Linked DNA regions of Mus musculus: region 2 is linked to region 1. A link is a contact called in public HiChIP or PLAC-seq data. All regions are on one chromosome and are shown on one strand. The core of a region is the stretch at or near the end of the contact, and the rest is flanking DNA. Distances in the headings are between cores, read along the strand shown.

Region 1 (4,382 bases), core at 1,311-3,810:
CATTGCTCCAGCACCATGCCTACCTGCTGCCATGCTTCCATCAAGATGATCATGGGGCAGGTGGGCAGAAGTCAACCAGAGGCCCACACAGGTGGCCAGGTGCCACTTTGAGTGATTATGTGAAGGGAGAGATGGGAGAGAAAGAGAAGAAGAGCACTTTGTGCACTGTGAAGAGAGACAGAGCTGGAGATGCAAGATAAAGGACGGTGAGATATCGCACAATGTGAGTGACCTGTGCTGCCACTGAAGGCCATGTGTTTGTCTGTGACCCTACTGCAGCAGGAGTCTGTGTCAAAATGTCTGTGGCCCAAGTTGCCACCAATGACCATTAGGATGTCCATTGTCCGGGATGTCGCCTGGAACCCTGTTGATGTCTGAAGGCTTAGCTGAGCCTGCTCTGCCCCTCACCTGCTGCTGTAGTCCAAGGGTGGAAGAGCTGGCCTTGAAGGTGTGAGCATGGAGAGCTGTCCTCCTCCAGCTGTGGTACTCAGGAGAGCTGGCCTCACACCTTGCCTGGACATTGCAGGAGAGCTGGCCCTGGTGGCTTGGGCATGGGAGAGCTGGTAGTTGACCAACACAGCTAACATGCAGGCCCAGCTCCAGGGCACTGACTTGGCCCATCCCAGCATCTACCTCATTTGTGAGCTACTGGAGTATATGAACCAAAGCTGCAGGATCTCCACAACACAGGGAACAACAGGATATCCAAGAGGAGTCCTGTTGAGGATCCAGTATTTACAGTGTAGCAGAAGCCAGAGGCTTCAAAGCAGACTAGTGACTCACTGCGATGGACATTTGCAAGCAAAGCTGTGTGGGCAAACGGGTACACAGTGTGACACACTGTGACACACCACAGCTTCCACAGTGAGAGTTTTAATTAAAAAAAATTTTTTTTTGTTTTCTTATATGAAGAGGTTGCAAGGGCAGACATTGAGGAACTGAGAGATGAGTGGGATTGGGTTGTATGATTTGAAATTCTTAAAGAATCAATAAAAAGTTAAAAATAAAAAAGACGCTCATGGATTCATTCTCTGAAACTGTGAGCCCCCAATAAATTATTTCTTCCAGAAGTTTCTTTGTACATAGCATCTTTTCATAGTCATAAAAACGTAACTAAGACAGTGGGTGAGGAAAAGACTGAGTTTGACTTGGATATTTCTAGATCATATGGTTGAATTTTTCTTACGTGTCAGTGCTCCATGGAAAGGTTGATGTAGGGAGCTGGGGACAGGGAAGGGGCAAAAGATTTGCATTGGGCAGATTAGATCTGAGGTGCCTAAGATGCTGACAAACGGAGATGTCAGGTAATAGAGGGATATGTATGGCAGGTTCTTGGGTCCTTCAGATGTAAATCTGAATGTCATAAAGAATTGGGAACCTGAAATCACGTGGGTGGCTTGGAGAAAATACATGCTCTAAAATCTAGGTCTGAAGTCAGTCATTGAATGGAGGTCAAGCACTGGAGAAGGAAATGATCGTGGAGATTAACAGGGAGTAGCCAGTGAGAGAGAAGGCAAGCCAGGCTAGGCAAGAAGAGTGTGACAAGCAAGAGAAGCACTCTCTATGGGAATCTGGAAGTGTTTGCCTAAGATGAGGGTGGAAGGTGATCTCTGACAGTGCAACATAAGCAGTTGGAGACCCTGACAAAATGGTTTCCAAGGGACAGTGGCAGTAGAAGCCATACTAGTTGGCTGATTGATACTCTATACTCCCCCATTTAAAGTTCATTTGTCTTTTCAAAGATCATGGGCAGCCATATACCAAGAGTATGAAAACATGTGTTTTTACTATTGATCATAATCACAAGAGACTATGACATGGTAGTATTCACCATCTCTACTCTGACCTGACCACAGTGAGTAGTCCTGATGAGGCCATTAACCACTGTGCCCTGGCTCAGGAGCAAACTCTATAAATGACTCAAGTAAATTAGGCGATAATAATAGACAGATGAAAAAAAGTTAGATAGGGACATACAATTCTTAAGAACGGGTTGCATTCTGAGAAATGAATCATTAGGTAGTTTCATTGTGTGAACACAACTTATACAAACCTTTGTGGTAAATGTAAAAAAAATAGTCAATTTTTTTGTAAGTGGGTTAGGAGTATATTCTAAATTAGTGATTAAACAGTTGAGTATAACTAATGCATAAAGCAGTGAAGTAGTCAGTAATAGTGATTCTCAACTGTTACATAGGGTACATAATTCATGTGACTGGTCATGCTCACTACGATGCTGTAAGATCAGCAGATGACAGCAGTTCTTCAGCTGAGTTCTAGTCTTATGACTATGACGTCTGCACACAGTATGGCTATCATGTGATTGCATCTCTGAGCACACAGGTTAGAAGAAGAATGGAAGACGAATGAGGGGCAAGTTCAGAAAATCGTTAGGTCTGTAGCTCAAACATGTTTCTTACTTTTAAACACCAGGCATGTTTCTGCTTTGAACTGGCTTCCCAGGTGACCCAGAATCAACTCAAAATGACCCTGGAAATCATCCTGTGATGAGCCAAATTAGGAACTGTAAAATGATCCTCACTGAGGCCCGTAGACCTCTCCCTTTTCTGTCTGCAAATCATTCTATTAAGCAATGTACGGTTGCCAGTGGCTTCTCTCCGTTCCCGTCAGTTCTTGTGACACTGTTGTCACAGTCTTGGACTTTTCCCATCAACTTTTTATATCCATCCTAGCATTAGCTTTTAAAAGCACTTACCTTCAACATGGAGATTGTTTGGGGTCTTGACAAGAATAGTGTAATGACATGGTGCAAGTGAGACACAGAATGGACCGGGCTGTCTCACACAGTCACCGTAGAACTCAATATGACCCTTGTGGACAGTACAGAGACCACGGGGATTCTGCACTCCAGCTCTGACTTAACTTTTCCCATGTTTGTTTATAATTGAAATTCGACTTTTACCAAAGCACTTCCTTTTTCCAGGGCATGCTGTGTTCTCCCAACACAATCCACTTTGCTGAAGTAGTTCTGTAGGTTTTTATTTTCTTCCTGTATTAAAAGATGAGCTACTTATGTTTAAGAGCAGAGTTTGAATATCCTCTCCTCTACAGATACCCCTAACACCCACTGCAACACTTCTCATCCCACTGGGCTGTCTTCACATTTACTGCTTCAAGCTCCTCTCCTCACCAACCTGCACAGTTCTCACCTCTCTGCTCTCTGCCACTGTAAGTCAGGTAAACACGGTGCACGAAAGCTACACCACAGTCTGAATATTACACTCTCTTGAAATCTCCGTCATCACACAAATTAGTCCATTACCTTTCAATTCAGCTGCGTTCAAGTGTTCAGGATATGGACAACGGAGGAGAGATGATTTGCCAGAATGTGATGTGAATGACCCTTCCTGCTTTTGAGCAGATTTCCTGTTCTTTTTTGAAGCTTCATGAGCCTAGTCTTCATTCCCATTATCACTTTTGCCAGTCCAGTCTTCCACCTTCCCACCAGAATACCGCATTAAAGGACGATTTACCTAATTCCAGGGTTTTGTTAGCCCATAGCTCCAAACTCTTGACATTCATACCATAGACATTTTCAAAAACTTAAGAACCATGCCAACAGGTTTATTATATCAATGACCTTACATGTTGTTTTCAATATTTTTTTTTTCGAGATAGGGTTTCTCTGTGTAGCTCTGGCTGTCCTGGAACTCTGTAGACCAGGCTGGCCTCGAACTCAGAGATCCGCCTGCCTCTGCCTCCCAAGTGCTGGGATTAAAGGCGGCGTGCACCACCATGCTCGGCGAGTGTTTTCAATATTCTATACTGATTGCTTTTTTCATCTCTGTGTGGAAATTCCTGCAAGAAGCAAGAGATTTGTTTTAGATTTTGGTTTGAAGGTATATACAGCCTCATTATACAGCCTATCATGGAGGAGACAACATAGCAGTAGAGGCAGCTTGTGGCTACAGCAGAAGGAGCATGAAGTAGTTACTCACATCTGGGTAAGCCAGGAAGCAGTGACAGAGTAAGAAATGGGGCTGGGCTAGAGACCTCAAGTCCCACCATCAGTCCTCTCAACAAATCCATATTCTCTGCAAAGAGTGTTGCTACTCCTAGCCTTTCCCAGCTTGTGCTGGCCACTGGTCTTTATCAGCTTGTGACTGCAACATTCCTATAAAGACACTTGAGATGGCATTTAAGTCCTGCCTTGATAATTCAGGGTACTCTTTCCTTCTCAAGTAATTTAATTAAATCATATTTACAGCTCCTCTTCTAATCCACAAGAAGACACAAATGTCCATAGATGTTGACTTGGATATATTTGGGGAACATTGGTTTAATCTACATCAAAGCATTCACATGAATCCTGTCACATGACTTGTACACGGCCACGAGTAAGTTGTTAGAGAGGCGACAGA
Region 2 (4,382 bases), core at 738-3,237, 92 kb after region 1:
GAAGCAATGTCATGGTATGCATGCTAAAACACAAAAAGGAAAATCACCTGAATATAAGTGCCATCTTAAAAACCTTGAAAACATCCTGCCTTGAATCCTTATACAGCAGTAATAGATATACATCATGTATAGATAAACATAATGTATGTATAATAATATCATGTATACATTATGTATAAAATGATAGCAAAAACATTAGTACTAATAGTATCTCCATACACTCCTACAGAGCCTGTTGTAAGTCAGATATTTATTTATTATGCAAGATTATGAATTCTTGAGTTGGTTAAACCGTATCTTATTGGTAGCTGCAAACATTCTAACTAAAACAGTCTGGTCCTTGGTCTTTCTCAGGGTTCTATAGCAGCCCCTTGGGGAGCACTGTCTAAATCACTCTCTCCACTGCAGATTTCATGCTCAGTGTTCCTTTCCTACCATACCCATAGACATATCAGATCTTTTTCTTTCATTACTACTGAGTGCTTCACGTATTCTATTGGTAGTTATGACTAATATCAGTTAACACATTACCAGCTACAGTTTTATTTTTAGTATATGAATCTTATAATAACCATTACCTAAAGCTGAAAAGTGCTCCAGATGGGAAAGAAGTTGAGTCTTCGGAAGCCAAGCAGTCAGTTTTCTGTGCTTTTATTTTCTAGCTCCGCTCGATAACTCATAGCTTTAAGAGAGAGGAGGAACCACGGGGGAGCTGTAAGTGTACTGAAGAGCCTTTCTGTGTTAGAGTTGGTTACAACAAGGATAACCTCATGATAGATAGGTGAGCCCTAGGGCAAGTTGCTACCCTTGTCTGTGAGTTCTCAATAGCATTTCCTTCTCAACTTCCACAGTTCCAATAAGATAAACTCCTTACTGAATAAAATGTGCATTTCTGTCTTTTAAAAACTTTTTATTTGATTTTTAAAGGATCTATTTATGTATTTATCTAGATATGGGTAGTTTTCTGCAAGTACATCTACACACAAGTAGACAGATGACATCAGAGTTTTGTGAGCTACCATGTTGGTTCTAGGAATCGAACTCAGGACGTTTGAAAGAGCAATGAGTGCTTTTTAACTACTGAGCCATCTCTCCAGCCCACTCTTCTGCTTTCTATCTTGTATGAACAGAGTGGTTGGTAAAAGATGTTAATTTTCTCTGTGCTTTGAAAGGTTCAGGAATGTGTGTGTGTGTGTGTGTGTGTGTGTGTGTGTGTGTGTGTGTGTGTGTGTGTTTGTGTGTATGTGTGTGTATGGATATACCACAGAGCCTATGCTAAAATGACCTAGGGGACCATCTAATTTGAATATAAGTACCCTGTAGCAGAGTAAAGCTTGAGCTTAAATGAAGACTCTAATATTCAGCTCTGTTCACTGTCTAAAGAGTTCCTTTAAAGAGCTTAATAAAGAGGATCAGTGGGATTCTTCTTGGGTATTAAACGAGTCTTCCAATGCAATATTTAAACGACATAAGTATAACATAGAAAGCCCTTGGATTAATCTTCACTTAAACTACCCATGAGCTCAAGAGGCAAAGGAAAAAATACCCTTGGAAAATTGTGTAGATTTTTTTTTGAGACCCCGTGTCAAATACAAGAAATTGCTAGGTGCTTGATTACTAAGCCCCATGCAGGCTGGTGCTGCTGCTTCTGAGTTATCCCAGGTTAACAGGACGTCCCACTGGGAACCAAAGCTTTAGTCCCTGATTTACCCCTCCCCAGGTTGGGAAGCTGTAATCTCTGGCAGGGTTTGTATCTTGGGGGTCAGCTGAATGTCTGGGGGCAATTGTGTTCTCTGTAGGGGGTTCCCATTGCTGGGGATCCAGAGCTTTTCCGTGCAATGATGTGTTTTCTATTTAATAATGTCTCTTCTGCGAGCACTCACAGTTTATTTTTAACAACTGGTACTAAACCCTGTGTTGTTGGCTTTCATCAGAGTGTGGGCAGTTAGAAGCACAGAGCCATTTTAGAACACAGAGCATTAATTTGGTGTCAGTCATTAGGGGAAGCAGTTGTCACTTCCTTCTTCAGTGCTGCATGACCAGGGCCACTTTAGGTTGTCTGTCTTTGGGCATTCAGTTTTTTTTTTTTTCCCACTACTAAATTTTGTTCTTGAAGAATTCCTTTAAAAATTATAGCATTGTGTTTTGTTTTTCAAAAAAAGACTAACTTGTGCATGCATGCATGGTTAAGTGTGTGTGTGTGTGTGTGTGTGTGTGTGAGAGAGAGAGAGAGAGAGAGAGAGAGAGAGAGAGAGGGAGAGAGAGAATTTTCAAATTATATCGATGAACTTCAAAAAGCTGATGAAGTAGCTGATTTCTGTAAGGTTTGATTAGATAGGTACATGGGTTTTCCATTTGTCCTAAAATATCTTCTTCACTTACAGCTTTGATGTACTCCTTTGAATTAACATTGCCTTTCCCTAGCAGGCTTTTTAAAAATGCAAATCAGGGGCTGAGATGATTTATCAGAATGGTAGCAACTTATAGAAAAGGATGCAAGTGAGCCTGAGCACCCGCTCCCACAGATGCGCATATCTGGAGATGCACTACCGCAGCCACTGAAGGCTGGCCTTCTCGTGCAGCCACCTACATACAGTCTAGCTTCTCAGAAACATGGAGAAACTTGGTCTTTCCTCCAAGTCTGTGTTCTTCTACACAGGGGACACTAGCTCTTTCTTCAATTTTCCTGTTTTGATGGAGCGTTAACAGTCAATTGAGCATTTTTTGATGTCAGTTCTTTGCCTGGTTTTGCAGGAGTTGGGTCTCAAGGTTAAGAGCCCACAAAACCCCTTATTGGCAATGAGACTTTGTCCAGAGGTAAAGGAAGGACAAGGACAGAAGACAGGTTAGTACTCACAAACACATCACAGAGAAGTCTGTTCCCTGGGAGGGGCATTCAGGAAAAGGCTTTGCTGAAATGCAAAATTCAAAATGAATTAAAGACAATAAAATGTTGGCAAGAGAAAATGGTGCTAGGGACAAGTGTTCCAAACAGAAGGAGCAGGGTACACAAAGGCCCCAAAAGTTTGGTCTTGCTTGGGGAGCTGTAATCTTTGTGTTATTCCCTAGAGTTTTGGTTCAGCAGAATGCCATGCCAGCAGCAAAGCTTAAGAGGCACACAGATCACAAGCCACTCAGTTTCATGTTGAAGGTAAAGGGAGGCACCCTTTGAGTGCATCGTGCACAAGTGTGTGCACGGTTGTGTGCTTGTGCGCGTGAAATGTTTCCCTCTCCTTAAAGAGAAAAGGTGACAGGATCAGGTCACTGTGCTTTGGAGAACTCACCAAGGCAGTGTATATCAGTAGTAAGCTAAGGACAATTGCAAAGTGCTGGATGGGTGGGCCTTTATCATTTTCATGTACATAAATGCCGTATGTGCTTGGGACATAAAAGCTAGATGTGTTGACACTTAAACACAGGCTAGCATTGGTTCATATTGGCTTTTTAAAAACTAAGTAAAATAAATGTAAAGATTCATATTTACTGCTCTGTCTGTTACAGACATAAAAATTGAGCAAACAAATTGACTTTTGCCTTGGCATTTAGAAGCCCAAGGCAGAGAATTCTGGTTTGCCCCAAATTTCAAATTTTACAGGATTTATTTTGGGGAATATGTTTGGTAAAGAAAGAGATACTTCTCAGAAATACTGACTTTGTAGAATATACATATATATATATATGTATATAGTCAAATAACCATTTAACATGCATCCATTTATCATTTTTCCCTTCTTTCCTTCCTTCCTTCCTTCCTTCCTTCCTTCCTTCCTTCCTTCCTTCCTTCCTCCCTCCCTCCCTCCCTTCTCTCCCTCCCTCCCTCCCTTCCTTCCTTCCTTCCTTCCTTCCTTCCTTCCTTCCTTCCTTCCTTCCTTCCTTCCTGCCAAATAATGATTTCAATAAATTTTCTGAATACAGAGCAAATGTATAAAATCCAATGTCATTCACATGTATCTTTGCTGAGGGAAGGAAGGAAGGAAGGAAGGAAGGAAGGAAGGAAGGAAGGAAGGAAGGGAAAATGATAAACGGATACATGTCCCTGTAACAGACGGAGCTAGTAAATATGAGCCTTTGTCTTCTTCCCTAAGTGGCCATTCATGTTTTCACTGGATATGACAAGAATACAAGACCTTACCTTAATCATTTGCTTACTCTAGTCATCTCTTGGGTTCTGCTTGTAAAGTTGTTTTTGAAGGATGAGCTAATATCCACTCATGTGAAGCACTTATGTGCTTCTGTTCCCTATATAAGCAGAGTCCCCCAAGATCAGGGCTTCCTCTCAGCCTATTGCTTATGGAAGCATCCATAACGGTCTTTTGACTTCAGCCCACAGGAGACTGGGGCACTCACAAGCATAGCCCACTGGCACTCTTACAGTCTTTGCT

What was found. HiChIP or PLAC-seq counts read pairs in DNA pulled down with a chosen protein or histone mark.
Region 2: a contact with region 1 is called in an H3K4me3 HiChIP or PLAC-seq map of bone marrow-derived macrophages, with 3 times the contacts expected there. The contact joins two enhancer-like sites. A contact is called at or near these places in 2 of 484 Hi-C or Micro-C datasets (cerebral cortex and macrophages) and 1 of 115 datasets of contacts at active chromatin or transcription factors (bone marrow-derived macrophages).

Annotation. Positions count from the first base shown.
Region 1 is chr15:39,966,026-39,970,407 of GRCm38.p6, forward strand. It overlaps AU022793 (expressed sequence AU022793), which reads left to right. Exons shown (of 3, transcript NR_045719.1): 3 at 1-1,490. Among named protein-coding and RNA genes, the nearest start is that of AU022793, 5.6 kb to the left of the region's middle. Within about 2 kb of position 2,561, at least 13 of the 459 cell types and tissues checked have an H3K27ac peak or open chromatin away from gene starts, as enhancers often do. A contact at or near this core is called in bone marrow-derived macrophages, where this site is marked.
Region 2 is chr15:40,058,499-40,062,880 of GRCm38.p6, forward strand. All of the region lies in intron 2 of Gm33251 (predicted gene, 33251), which reads left to right. Among named protein-coding and RNA genes, the nearest start is that of Gm33251, 16 kb to the left of the region's middle. Within about 2 kb of position 1,988, at least 2 of the 459 cell types and tissues checked have an H3K27ac peak or open chromatin away from gene starts, as enhancers often do. A contact at or near this core is called in bone marrow-derived macrophages, where this site is marked.